Regions from separate parts of the Sus scrofa genome. Here region 1 is linked to region 2. A link is a contact called in public Hi-C data. All regions are on one chromosome and are shown on one strand. The core of a region is the stretch at or near the end of the contact, and the rest is flanking DNA. Distances in the headings are between cores, read along the strand shown.

Region 1 (7,506 bases), core at 2,068-4,567, 160 kb after region 2:
GGAATATCCACACATTCTTCAACACTTCACCCTGCAGAAGGGGAGACTTAATTCCCTCCCCTTGGAAATGTGGACTTACCTTTTGACTTCCACAGCACTTTGTTTCCATTTCTGTGTCCTCTGTTTGAAGACAGAGGAAAGATGGTGTGAAGGCGCAGCAAGAAAATGGCTGTCTGAACGCCAAGGAGCGAGGTCTCAGCAGAACCCAACCACGCTGGCACCTTGATCTTGGACTCCCAGCTTCCAGAACTGTCAGAAAACACATTGATGTTTTTTCTTACACTTAGTCTCCGGAATTTGTTACGGCAGCCTGAGCAGACTAACACAAGAACAATTACATTTCCTGTCTTTAAATAATTACATCTGCATTTTAAACAGGTATGTTTAATTATAAATCTTCCCAGCAATATCAAAAATTTATTTGAGGAAATTCATGTAGCAGAGAATTCAGAGTTCCCTGCTGGCCTAGCCATTCAGGATTTGGTGTCGTCACTGCTGTGGCTCTGGCCCAGGAATTTCTGCATGCTGCAGGTGTGGCAACAACAAACCAAAAAAACTTCGCATTTTTTGATGGCTAATTTTTTTTTCTCATTTCCAAGATGTCTATTTCTTGGTTCATTTTCCCCCATTATAATGTCTTGTTCTTTAAAAAAAATTTTTTTATTTAATACAAGTTATTCTTTCAGTCATCTCCTTGAGCCCCTTCAATGCATTTATTTTAAAATTTGTTCTGGGGAGTTCCCGTCATGGCGCAGTGGTTAACGAATCCGACTAAGAACCATGAGGTTGCAGGTTCGGTCCCTGCCCTTGCTCAGTGGGTTAAGGATCCAGCATTGCGTGAGCTGGAGACGCGGCTCGGATCCCGAGTTGCTGTGGCGTAGGCTGGCAGCTACAGCTCCGATTCGACCCCTAGCCTGGGAACCTCCATATGCCTCGAGAGCGGCCCAAAGAAAACAGCAAAAAGACAAAACAAATAAATAAATAAAATAAAATAAAATAAAATTTTTTCTGGGAGTTCCCTTTGTGGCTCAGCAGTTAAAGAACCTGACTAGGATCCATGAGGATGCGGGTTCAATCCCTGGCCTCACTCAGTGCGTTAAGGATCCAGCATTGCCATGAGTTGTGGTGTAGGTCGTAGATGCAGCTCAGGTCTGGCGTCGCTGTGGCTGTGGTATAGGCCAGCAGCTGCAGCTCCGATTCAACCCCTAGCCCGGGAACTTCCATATGCTGCAGGTGCGTCCCTAAAACAGCAAAAAAAAAAAAAAATCTATTTTTTCAAACTATTCTACAAATTAATGCCATCTGTGGTGACTTTGTCTTGATTTTGTTGTCTTTCTTAGCATTTAGAATTCCTCATATGTGTTATAATTTTCGTGAGAAGTTGCCATGGTTTGCTTATTCTCCCTTTCTCTCTTTGGCATTTTTTTATTGTTATAGTCTCTTCCTGACACCCCTGGAACCTCCAGCCCAGAACTAAATCTTCTGACAAGTCATTCCCCCTGCCTTTGTGGGGCTTAAATATCAACGGCGAAGAACAGACAATAAACAAATCTGTAATACGTCAGGTGCTACAAAAAAAATAAGGAGGATGGGGGGTTCCTCTGCAAATAATTGCAGAGGTGGGGTTTCATCTGAGCAGAGAGCATCACGTTCCTAGGAGGCAGGCTCGAGCCAGGCTGCAAGGGCGCTGGAAAGCAGCATCCATTCTGGGCCCGGCTCAGGGCTCACCCCACCCCATCCTGCAGCCTTCTCCCACTGCAGCTAAACCTCTGGCAATACCAATGTTTAGGCTTCAACCAAGAGCCAGGAGCACTTCAGAATGTGCAGGGAGCAGAGAACCAGGTCCTCCAAAGGATTCATGCTGAAGTGGAGAAAAGGGCCAGCAGTGGAGCCTGGGTAAGGTGAGGCAGGTTGCGAGGGAACAGCCCTCCTGGGTGTGGGTCCCCTCCTGGGATCATGTGCAAGTGCAGACCAGGAGCTGCCAGCAAGGCTGGGCACACAGAGGAGCTGCTGGACTGTAGGCTGTGCAGCTGGCTCGGGGCAGAGAGGGGGAGAAGCAAGGGGTCATTCTAGGACCTCAGCAGGGACACGGAGAGCCTCTGGGGGAGGGGACAGGGCAGGAGCTGTGAGAGGTCTTGCTCAGGTCAGCCTAGTCCCAGGTAGGACATATGCAGGTGGTCCCCAGTAAGCATATGCTGAACCTGGCACACTGGGTGCAGGGCACTGCTCCCCATGAGTAAAACGACCTCTGCCCCTGAAGGGCTTACACCCACTGGTGACAAGACAGTGACCTACCCTGCTACAAAGAAAAGGTACCATAGCAGCCCCAGCTGACGTGGGTGGAGATGTGCCAGTTTCTGCTCGAAGGTCCTAGAGCATCTCACGGCTACTCTTGCGGCAGGTCCCATTTCTCTGTGTAGCAACTTGCTCCAAATAACCCAGCCGTTAACAAGGATTTGAACCTGGCTCTGTAGGACTCCCCACCCTGCACTGTCATCGCAGCAGAAGAGGGGCCCTACCCCAGACTGGGCATCAGGGAGAGCTGGTTAAGGACTCTCCCGAAGCATAGCAGAAAATTGACAAAACCAGCTATAATGGAAAAAAAAATCATTTAAAAAAATTAAAAAAAAAAAAAAGGACTCTCCCGAAGAAGTGATGCCCAAGACCCCACAGAGGGATGAGCAGCCAGAAAAGGCCCACCCTGAGTAACGCAAGGTGTGTCCAGGGAAGGAGAGTCCCTGGAAGGCTTGAAAAACTGCCCCGCCCTGGCGCCAACTCACTTTGCCTCTGGCCCTGGCTTGCGGTCCTTCACCTGAAACACTGCCAGGAAGCCAGGGCATTCCGATATTCCGTAGGGTCTGGGTCCCTCCTAGTTGGCCTTTTAGCAGAAACAGGTAACACGGGGCTGGTGGGAAAGCTGCTCCCAGGCCCCACCCCCACCCCACCCCACCCCCCGCCATCCCCACTCCCACCCCGCCATCCCATCTCACTTCACCTCTTCAGTCATTTCTTCCCCAAATTGACTGCATAAGGCCGTCTAGGCTGGCACTGCCCCCTTGCAGCGGGCTTCTTTTAAGGCGGGAATGTCTGGGGACGGAGTAAGTAGGATAGAGCAAGTTAAAGCTCGCAATTCTCAGTGTAATTGGGTTTATGGCTCATTCACTCAACACAAACTTGTTAAGGGCCTGCTGTGCTCCCGAGGTAAAGCCCATCCTCCCGAGGCGCGTGGTTGGCACGGACTCACGGGGCCGGGCCGGACCGGAATAGGGTCGACTCTGCAGGCCTCTCGCCGCCTCCCCGCCCGCCGCTCACAGACACTGGGCTCGCGCGCCCCCTCGTGGATCCTCGGGGCCCTGCGCGGGGCCGCCGGGGCCCCAAAGACCTGGGACCTAGGGCAGCTCATTAGGGGCAGAGTGAGGCTCCGTCTAAGCCAGGGGAGGGCTGGGGGCGACAGCGTGGCCCAATCCGCCGGCCCCTTGGGTTCTCCAAGGTTCCTCCCTACGCTCCAAATGCCTTGTCGCCTCAGCCCACCCGGGAAAGCGGTGGCACACCCCATAGCTGCTATGAATGGACCCTCTTCCTCCTTCAAACTCAGCTTCCAGCCCACCCTCCTGGGCTCCAGTCGCTGCAGGCAGGGAGGTGGAAACAGAGGCCCTATGGTGCATGGCCCACCCAGACCCCTCATGCCAGAAGAGACATCTCACTGTCCACTCTTGACTTGAGGAGGTTCCAGAAGAAGCATGTGTCGCCTCTGAAGATGGGGGCTTTTGCAAACACGAGCCCCAAATGAGGCTCCTGCTTTGAGGGACCCACTTTCTCATCCATATTCTCTCTCATCTGCCTTTTAAGACTCACACTGAGGATAATCAGGGAAGCTGGCAAAGCTCTGGTTAGGAGGACCCCCTTGGTAGGCATTTCCCACCTCACCCCCAGCATCTGTTTGCTGCCACATTTACTTGAGGGCTGAGACACCTTCTAAAGCAAATTACCCTGACCTGTGTGCAATGGGGGCCGGGGACTACGAAGCACTGCCACCATCTACGGGCTCGGTGGAGGGGGTGCTGGATGAGATGCCATAAGCAGAGATCACCAGGGGGCCCTTACACAGGTCTCTCTAAGAGAGAAGGGGGTTTCACCCAGCCAGCCAGATCAGCCATGGCTGATAGCACCAGGAGGGAGCCATGTGGCAGCAGGTCCTAGAATTTACCTTGCTTTATCCGTCCTGGGAGGGTGACTGTACCCTGGAGAGGCCTGGGGCTTTGGGATGAATTGTTCACTGACTCTAACTCCTCAAAACCCAAGCCACCTTGACCTGACTCAATGTACCCCGGAAGGAGCCATCTCCTCTCACCCAGAGAGCCTCCCTGGGTCTCTGTAGGGTGGGAGTAGGGGGTCCCTAGCACCAGCTGCGGCAGCTCAGCCCAGAGGCTGCTCTGCACAGCGGTCAAGCCAGCAGCCACAGAACCCTGGTGCCACCAGCAGGGACAGTGGGGATGGGGCCGCTTGTCTGGCTGAGAGAGAAGCAGCAAAGGCAGCCGCCGGGGAGGGCTGCGGCTGGATTCAGAGCAAGGACAAGTGATGGTGAAGACTGATTTCGTAATCAGTTCAGGACACTCCTTGGTGCGTCCAGAAATGCCCAGAGAAGGGATCTTTGCAAATAATAAAAATTCCTGTGTGAACAGGTGGAAACAGCCAATCTTCCACTGATGAGGTGTATGAATAAATGATTATGTGAACACATTTTCGACTCACTTTAGTGATGTCTGGGTCCTTGAAGAGCCATACTTTTAAGAAGCAGGAAAAAAGGGTTTGTTTTTTGTTTTTTTTTTTTACCACTCCCTTACTAGTAAATCTGCTCCAGGGTCGACTGGGACCCTGAAAACCAGCAATCTTCACAAGATGTTGAGAGGGTCTGATAAATAGCACCTCTCTTCTTTGATTCCATCCTAAAGAAACTGAAAAATAAGACAGGAAAAAAAGATGAAGCAGTAAAATGTCACCTTTCTTGATAACCAACCCTAAATTGCAGGATTCGGCTCCATCTGAGAAGAAAAAGATGAACTGAAGCCCAAAGGGAGGCAGCCTCGCCTCCTTGCTCCTGGGCTGGGAAGAGCTCCCACCCAGGAGGAGAGGTAGGTAGAGGGATGTTGAAAAGTCAGCAGTTATAGCCCTGGAGCCTTCCTCCCACATCCGGGAGTGTGATGAGTGTGGTAATAAGGAGAGACTTCCCACTGCTTTATATGTTGGTTGGTCCTTTTTTGGAATTCAGAGTGTATTTTCTCCATGTGAACAGTTTTACATATGACCCTGAAAAGTCTGTAGGACTTATAAAGGAATAGACTTTCAGAACTAACTTAAGCTCTGGCCCAGGGGAGAGAAGCATTCAGAGGGAAGAGAGAGAGGCAGCCATGCCAGCATCCTTATTCACCCCAAATGCCCACCTGGGACCCTCTGTTCTCCAACACATTTCCTTCCCACTCCATCAATCCAACTCTTCTTCCTCAAGGCGGGAGACATTGATTTGAAGGTTCAACAAGTTCACATTAAACTGTAATAACTGACAACCCCTACTCTCTCTCTTTTTTTTTTTTTTTTTTTTTTTTTTTTTGCCTTTTTGTCTTTTTAGGGCTGCATCAGTGGCATATGGAGGCTCCCAGGCTAGGGATCTAATCAGAGCTGTAGCTGCCAGCCTACACCACAGCCCCAGCAATGCAGGATCTGAGCCATGTCTTCCACCTACACCACAGCTCACAGCCACACCGGATCCTTAATCCACTGAGCAAGGCCAGGGATCGAACCCGCAACCTGATAGTTCCTAGTCAGATTCGTTTCCACTGTGCCTCAACAGGAACTCCTACAAACCCTTCTTGTATAGTTAAATTTTTTTTCTAAGCAGACCAAATCTTTTAATGCAAATGAATTCCTAATAAAATTAGTAGGATTTCAAAAAGAATGAAAAAGTGAAGTGAAAATTCAAGCAGTAAAAAGAAAAGATCTTTGACAGTCTATGTGGAGGGAAAGCAGAAGCTGCCCGTAAGACTGAGTGTGAAATGGCTAAGGCTAGGGAAGTCTGGCATGGACTAATCACAGACCTGAATAAAGGGAAAGACATCCGTATCCATGGGTTGGAAGACTTAATATCAACTATTAAGATGACCATACTCCTCAAGTGGTCTTCAGATTTAATAAAATTGCTGTCAAAATCCCAATGGCCTTTTTCAGAAGAAATGGGAAAGTCAATCTTAAAATTCATCTAAGAGACTCCCCAAAAGCCAAACAATCTTGAACAAGAACAAAAATGTTGGAAGATTCAGACTTTTGGTCTCAAAACTTAGAACAAAGCTACAATAATCAAAACAGCTTGGTGTTGGCATAAAGATAGACATATAGACCAATGGAATAGAATTGGGAGTCCAGAAATAAATCCGTACGTCAATGGTCAATTGATTTTGACAAGAGTGCCAAGGCCATTCAATGGGAAGACAAGAACCATCTCTTCAGCAAATGGTGTTGGGAGAACTAAAAATCTACAAGCCAAAAAAAAAAATGTACCTTTATCTCATACCAGATACAAAAATTAACTGATAATGAGCAAAGAACTAAATGTTAAGAGGTGAAACTATAAAACCCTTGGAAGGAAACATAAAGGTAAATCTTCATGACTGAGTTTGGCAATGATTTCTTAGCTATGACACTAAAAATACAAGCAATTAACAACAAAGATAGATACAATGGCCTTCATCAAAATTAAAACTTTGGTGCATCAAAGGAAAAAGACTTGTAGAATGGAAGCAAATGTTTGCAAATCATTAGTCTGAAAAAGATCTAATACACAAAATGCATTAAAAACTCTTACTACCATTCAACAACAAAAAGGCAACCCAATATAACATGGGTAAAGGAGTCAGACAGACATTTCTGAAAAGAAGATATACAAATGGCCAACAAACACATAAAAAGAAGCTCAACATCCTTAGTCACTGGGGAAATAGAATCAAAACACGATGAGATACCACTTCACACCCACTAAGATGCCTATGATTAAAAAAGAAAAGAGGGAGTTCCCATCATGGTTCAGCCGTTAACAAACCCTGCTAGTATCCATGAGGATGCAGATTCAATCTCTGCTTCGATCAGTGGGTTAAGGATCTGGCATTGCCATGAGCTGTGGTATAGGTCACAGATGTGTCTCGGATCCTGCGTTGCTGTGGCTGTGGTGTAGGCCAGCAGCCGCAGCTCCAGTTCGACCCCTAGCCTGGGAACTTCCATATGCCACAGGTGTGGCCCGAAAAAGGCAAAATATTTTTTAAATGTTTTAAAATAATAAAAATAAAAAATAAAAGAACAGGTGTTGGTGAGGATGTGGAGAAATTGAAACATTTACACATTGCTAATGGAAATATAAAATGGTTAAAGTCACTGTGGAAATAATTTGGTAGTTCCTCAAATAGTTAAAAGTAAAATTAGTGTATGACTCAGCAATTCTCCTCCCAGATATATAACTCA
Region 2 (6,892 bases), core at 1,338-3,837:
TGTGGCTGGCAGCTACAGCTCTAATTCTCAACCCCTAGCCTGGGAAGTTCTGTATGCTGCAGGTGTGACCCTAAAATGCAAAAACAAAATAAAACAAAACAAAAACCAACCCCAAAAACCCTGTTTTTTGTTTTTTGTTTTTTTTTTGAGTCATTTTTGGGGGCATATCTGCAGTATGGAGATGTTCCCAGGCCAGGGTCTGAACCCTAGCTACAGCAGATTGCCAAATCCTTAACCTCTAGGCCATCAGGGAACTCTTATAAAAGCTGGTTTTTTTTTTATCAATAGCAGAAAATTAGGCTGGGTTGAATGGCCCTGCTTCTAACCAATGAAAGTTGTGCTTGTGGAAATTCTACAACGTGAGTCAAGAGTTGAGCTCATGGCTTTCTGGTCACTACTGTATTCATGAGATACAGGCCAGAGACTTTTACTCCAAGAGGCATCTCTGTCCTTATCTGATGCCTCCCCAGTGACTGTGATGACAGTGAGATCTGTAATTAATTTTAGGGTTAAGTGCTTGCGGCCTTGCTTTTTTAGTCCTCTAACAGGCATATAGTAAATGATGCTGAATTAAATGTTAGGCTGGAATTTCTCTAGTATTTCACGTGGATATTCCTTTTTTTAACACCCCCTTTTGGGCTACTCCACGGCATATAGAGTTCCTGGGCCAAGGGTCAAATCTGAGCCATAGTTGTGACCAATGCCACAGCTGCAGCAATGCTGAATCCTTTAAACCACTGTGCCAGAGCAGGGGTCAAAACTGTGTTCTGGTGCTGCAGAGATGCTGCCAATCTCGTTGCACCACAGTGGGAACTCCTCTTGTGGATATTTGTTATTAAAGAGTGAGATGGTGAGACTAAAGTTTTAAGGAGCATTGGAAAAAACGAAGGAATAATACTCTTTCATTGTGAGCAAGTGTGCTGTCTTACCTGCCTTTGAATTTACACTGCCTGACCCAGTGTGTATTAGTTAAATCTCATAGTAATTAACAAAAAGATGTTACTGTCCCATCCACATTGTGTCAGGGTGCCACTGGGCTTCCTGGTGGGCCATGGGAGTTTGGGATCTCACTTAGTTTTGTCTGTCTGTGCAGGTTGTGCATTTGCCCAATTTATGACTCAAGAAGCAGCTCAGAAGTGCCTTGAAGCTGCTTCTCCAGAGACTGAGGTAAGGAAGACATTTCCTTTACCCTGTAACTTAGGCAACTGTGGCTCCGGGGGAACATCTGAGGTTTACACAAAGCTTTTGTTACTATTGTCAATGATGTAATAATAATAAAGCTAACACTTTTTGAGCCCTTAGTGTGTTAGGCACTGATGTTTACACACATTACCTTGTTTAATCCTCACATTAGCCCCATGGGTGTATGTTGAGTACAATCACTGTCCCTGGTTTTTGGTAGGAAGCAGATATAATAATTATTTATGGATCACTCTGTGTATCTCAGTCTCTACCCTCGGCTGATGACATGAAAGACTGGGACAAGGAGGGGTTAAGTCCATCTGTGAAGTGGAGCAAATGTTTGAGAAAGTGTGTAAATGATGGAGAATTTTTCTGTCTATTCTTTAACCAGGTATAATTTAAGCTACCCTGTATTGCCATGGTCTCTTAAATTCTCCTGAGTAAACACTACCATTTCATTAGTTTTCTTTAGACTACCAAAAATTCGCCTGTTTATAGATCATTTCCCTCAATTTAGGCCTACTTTGTTCATTTTAAAATAAACGAACACGTGGCCTTCGCACAGCTGAACTCTATACCATTAGGCTCAGTGATCCCTTGCAGCCAGCTGGGCTAAAACATCTTGGGGTTTGGGTTCCACAGCATAATTGGGGTTTGCTGTTTTCCCTTTCCTTGGTGTTCCTTGTTACTCATTGTGGGTTTTAAGAGGAAGGTTGCAATCTTACAGGGTGGTGGGCTCAAACTGGATGGCCGTCAGCTCAAGGTTGACTTGGCAGTGACCCGTGATGAGGCTGCAAAGCTCCGGACAAAGAAGGTGAAGAAGCCGACGGGAACTCGGAACCTCTATCTGGCCCGAGAAGGCTGTGAGTAGTGGCAGGGAGACATGAACCAGGCTTCTGAGTAGCTGGCCCCTTGCTGTGACAGTGACCCCAGCAACAGTACGTTTGGGGCATGTTTCCAGCTAAAAATAAAAACCCTATGGCCTCTTTAACAGTGATATATTGTAATTCCACTTTAGCAGATGGGGCTTTCTCTTAGGAAGCCTTCACCCAGTTTGGGGATGGCCCAGTCCTGTTCTTCTTTCTGCCTGCTTGCCTTTGGACCTTTCCATCAGAGGATTAGCAGGGCAAAGAGGGAAGAAGAACTCAGATTACCTTTGCCTCTTGTCATCATTTCTGATAGCTTTTGTGAGGGAGTTGAAAATTAAGACTAAAATTACTCTTTTGGATTATTCATGGATTTTAATTATGCAATGAATACCTTTCCCTTCATGTCAGAAAGATAATCAGAAATTAGCTTTAAGAAAAGAGAAGAATTCCTTCCTCTTGGTCACACAGTAGTGCCATCTGCTGCACAGCTGCACAGCCTGGACTAGGAAGTGGGAGGCTGTTGGCCTTTGAGACTAGGCCCAGTGTTGCGATGTGGCCGTTTTCTAGGTTCGCTTATCTCACCACTGAGAATGGCTGCCAAATACATGAGCAGTGAAATTCCAAGGATGGCTTATAGGTAGAACATGTTTTGCATTCCAAATGCCTGAACTGCACTCATTTCCAGAACTTCCTCTAGTCCTTTCCGCCTAGGCATATTCATGAAATTTTTTGAGGGGAAGGAGAGGAAAGAGGAACAAAATCACAAAATGTTCAGAGTTTTAGTCCTTGAGAGCAACTCACAGACAAGAACTTAGCCCTGTAGCCTATTTCTGGCCCTACCCAGATGCCACTATGTCCTGGCCAGCATAGTCCTCTGGGCCCTGTACAAAGAGCTTGCATCATTCAAATCACATTCCTCTTATTGCTCAGTGAAAAGTCCCTTGCTGATGTCTTGGCCTTTTTCCCTCTTTCTGCAGTGATTCGTGCTGGGACGAAGGCTGCAGAGGGTGTGAGTGCTGCTGATATGGCCAAAAGAGAACGAGTGAGTAGATTAGGCACCAGCCTTTAGGTTCTGCGTGACTTCATATAAATCAATCAATGAGAATAACTGAATGTAGGAAGTGCTCATCAAAGAGCCAGGTATCGGTCAGAGGTGCTCCCTACACTATTGTTAGAAAATAAGCACCCAGCAGTTCCCGTCGTGGCGCAGCAGGAATGAATCCGACTAGGAACCATGAGGTTGCGGGTTCGATCCCTGCCCTTGCTCAGTGGGTTAAGGATCCGGTTGCCGTGAGCTGTGGTGTAGGTCACAGAGGTGGCTCAGATCCTGCGTTGCTGTGGCTCTGGCGTAGACCATCGGCTACAGCTCCAGTTAGACCCCTAGCCTGGGAACCTCCATATGCCACAGGTGCAGTCCTCAAAAAGACAAAAAAAGAAAAAAGAGATTAAGCACCCAGCTAAAACAGCAAGTAGCCTAGCATTGTACATAATATGGCAGCATTACATGTGATTATTTTCCTTACACTCAGTAGTAAATGTTTGCTAAATAGTCTGCTTCTAGATCATGGGAAACTTGAGCTGTATGTAATTAGGTATCAATATAAATGCAGAATAATATAAAGAATATCAGAATGGGCTAGAGTTAGGAAATGAGCTAATTCTGTGTAGATACGGGTCTTGAGAGAGTGAAGATGCCTGATTTTTTTGGGGGGGGCAGTGTGGTATCTCCAGATTATAAAATCATTTTAGGAAAACTATATTGTGGCATTTCCACTGATAACTGATACTATTGAGATCCTTTGCTGCTTGGTAATGTCTATTCCAGGAATTTTTACTTTTGCCTTTATAGCTTATATTTAAAAAGCTAAGCCAGTCTAGAGTGGTAAAGATTCATAGTCATTGACAGGATTAGCTATATAACCTGAAAGTGCAGAAGACGGTGGACAGAGATGAGACTATAGTGACAGCAAGGGCAGCATGTCTTTACTGGGTAGTTTCTAGATAGTGTTCTTGAATTTTTTTGGAGTGAGCATCTGGGAATATGATTTTGGGGGGCATTGTATCCCCTTTTCTGACCACAATGTGATGGTGACACATTTAATTTTCCCTTAAAATGGATTTTTCTAGCAAAAAACTCACTGTATACCTTTTAAATCCCAGTAGGCACAGCCTTTCCTGAGAGAAAAGTCACGCTGTTGAGTTTAGGGGTGATAGCCTCTTCATTTAGCCCTTTAAGAGCGTTCCTGCCGTGGCGAAGCACGTTAAGAATCTGACCGCAGCAACTTGAGTGGTTGCATCGGCATAGGTTCAGTCCCTGGCCCAGCTCAGTGGGTTAAAGGATCCGGCATTGCCACAGCTGTGGCGTACGTTGAGCTGTGGCTCAGATTCAGTCCCCGGCCCAGGAACTTCTGTACGCTGTGGGCTCGGCCTTTAAAAAAAAAAAAAAGTCCCGTAAAATACTTGTTTCCAGAGTGTTTATTTTTGTGATTTTTTTAGGACCTTCACCAAACATGAAGCAGCAGGAATAAGACTTGATAAGAGAAAAAATTTAAAACTTTTCTCTACTGATCTAATTTTAACAAACAAGTCAGGAGAAGAAAGTCATCCTTTCACTTTAGAGACAGATTGCCTGGGACTTGTGCTTTGTGTAGCATAGTTGAGCCTCTAACAAGCAGAATTTGTTGCTATGGCCATTGACTTTTTTTGCCTAAAGGTGGCAGAGTTGAGACAAGGCAACATTCTTTCAAGTATTTAAATAAATTCCATTTTCTTTTGGAAGGACTAAACAATTAGTTAAGAGTTGGTGGGTAGGTAAGGGCTTGACATAGATGTTAACCACAATATTTTTTGTTATTTGCTCTGGGCCAAGTTTGAAATTGGGATTTTGTGCATATTACCTCATTTTGGCCTCACTCAGAGATTGATACTATATTTTGATCTATAGTTCTGCTCTGCGGGTGAAGTTATTGAGGCTTAAATGGTTTCATGTGACTTCTCCAGTTAGGGTTGAATTTCTAATTCAGTCTGACTCCAGAGCCCATGGTCTATCTAATCACTTGCCCACCGTCTTGGCTCCATGAACCTTTCTTTCCCTGTACTGGGCATCAGAAAGCAGCAGAGGGGTTGATTTCCCTCCTTTCTCCTATATGTTATTGGATAGGTTATGATTCTTTGCTGTTGGAATTATGAGCTTTTATTTGTAAAGGGATTGGATTGTAATGTATTTAACAATTGATTGTTCTTTCAGTTTGAGCTGCTGAAGCATCAGAAACTCAAGGACCAGAATATCTTTGTCTCCCGGACCAGGCTGTGCCTGCATAATCTCCCAAAGGCCGTGGATGACAAGCAGCTCAGAAAGCTGCTGCTGAGTTCCACAAGAGGGGAGAAGGGAGTGCGCATCAAGGAGGTGAGAAATTTTTTAAAAATCATTATAAAATTTTGTTAAATTTTATAAAAATCATTATAAAATTTTTTAAAAAGAGAGAAAACTATGTCTCAATTACTATGCCTCGGAACTTCCGTTCTCATCCTGGGTCAGAGCAAGTGTAGTTCAGGCTATGCTGCTAGCAGATCAACAGATTTTCTTTTGGACACATTGTCAGCAGACAAGCTGAGTTCGCCAGTTTTCTTTTCTTTTTTTTTTTTGTCTTTGTTGTTGTTGTTGTTATTGTTGCTATTTCTTGGGCCACTCCCGCGGCATATGGAGGTTCCCAGGCTAGGGGTTGAATCGGAGCTGTAGCCACCGGCCTACGCCAGAGCCACAGCAACGCGGGATCCGAGCCGCGTCTGCAACCTACACCACAGCTCACGGCAACGCCGGATCGTTAACCCACTGAGCAAGGGCAGGGATCGAACCCGCAACCTCATGGTTCCTAGTCGGATTCGTTAACCACTGCGCCACGACGGGAACTCCCAGTTTTCTTTTTTATTTTTCTTTTGGCCACACCCATGGCATGCAGAAGTTCCCTGGCCAGGAACCAAACCCATGCCACAGCAGTTATTTGACCCATAGCAGTGACAATGCTAGATCCTTAACCCACCGAGCCACCAGGAAACTCTGTTCATGGTGTTTTGACTTAAAAAAAAAAATGTATTTCCGTATTTTAAGAACTACCTTTCACAGCTGATAAAATTGTAGCAGAATGTGGGGGAGTCTCTGCCGTCGTGAATTAATTTAGCAAGCATTTTTTGGGTACCTGCTGTGTTCTTAGCATACCAGGTACTGTAATGTTAATTTTCTTGCAGAGAAAATAATCTGTGTGCTTTGCTTTTTTTTTTTTTTTTTTTCTCTTTGCTTTCCAAAGCCACACAACCTACACCACAGCTCACAGCAACGCCAGATCCTTAACCCACTGAGCAAGGCCAGGGATCGAACCCACAACCTCATGGCCACTAGTCGGATTCATTTCCACTGTGCCACGACGGGAACTCCTGTGCTTTGCTCTTTAGAAGAGCATATCTCTACCATTTAGACTCTTCCCCAGTAGTAAGAGGGTTCAATGCCCTGCAGTGAGCACAGGGAGCCACCTGGGTCTTCAGTAGTTGTGTTGGACAAACTCTGGTTTCACACTAAGACTTTGTTGTTGTTGTTGTTCTTTTGTCTTTTTAGGGCCACATCCACCACATACGGAGGTTCCCAGGCTAGGGGTCGAATCAGAACTGTCGCTGCCCGCCTATGTCACAGCCACAGCAACGTGGGATCCAAGCTGCATCTGCGATCTACGCCACAGCTATGCCAGATCCTTAACCCACTGAGCGAGGCCAGGGATCGATCCCACGTCCTCATGGATTCTATTCAGGTTCATTAACCATTGAGCCATGATAGGAACTTCCTTACACTA

The links. Hi-C and Micro-C count contacts between places; a contact is called where the count stands out from the background.
Region 1: a contact with region 2 is called in a Hi-C map of subcutaneous adipose tissue, with 3 times the contacts expected there. The contact joins two enhancer-like sites. A contact is called at or near these places in 1 of 5 promoter capture datasets (liver) and 18 of 47 Hi-C or Micro-C datasets (alveolar macrophages, embryonic fibroblasts, epiblast stem cells and 10 more).

The regions. Positions count from the first base shown.
Region 1 is chr18:20,211,079-20,218,584 of Sscrofa11.1, forward strand. No RefSeq gene overlaps it. Among named protein-coding and RNA genes, the nearest start is that of MIR129B, 58 kb to the left of the region's middle. Within about 2 kb of position 3,318, at least 7 of the 83 cell types and tissues checked have an H3K27ac peak or open chromatin away from gene starts, as enhancers often do. A contact at or near this core is called in retroperitoneal adipose tissue and subcutaneous adipose tissue, where this site is marked.
Region 2 is chr18:20,053,069-20,059,960 of Sscrofa11.1, forward strand. It overlaps RBM28 (RNA-binding protein 28), which reads left to right. Exons shown (of 19, transcript XM_021078708.1): 11 at 1,094-1,167; 12 at 1,910-2,045; 13 at 3,029-3,093; 14 at 5,299-5,457. Among named protein-coding and RNA genes, the nearest start is that of TRNAE-UUC, 12 kb to the left of the region's middle. Within about 2 kb of position 2,588, at least 11 of the 83 cell types and tissues checked have an H3K27ac peak or open chromatin away from gene starts, as enhancers often do. A contact at or near this core is called in retroperitoneal adipose tissue and subcutaneous adipose tissue, where this site is marked.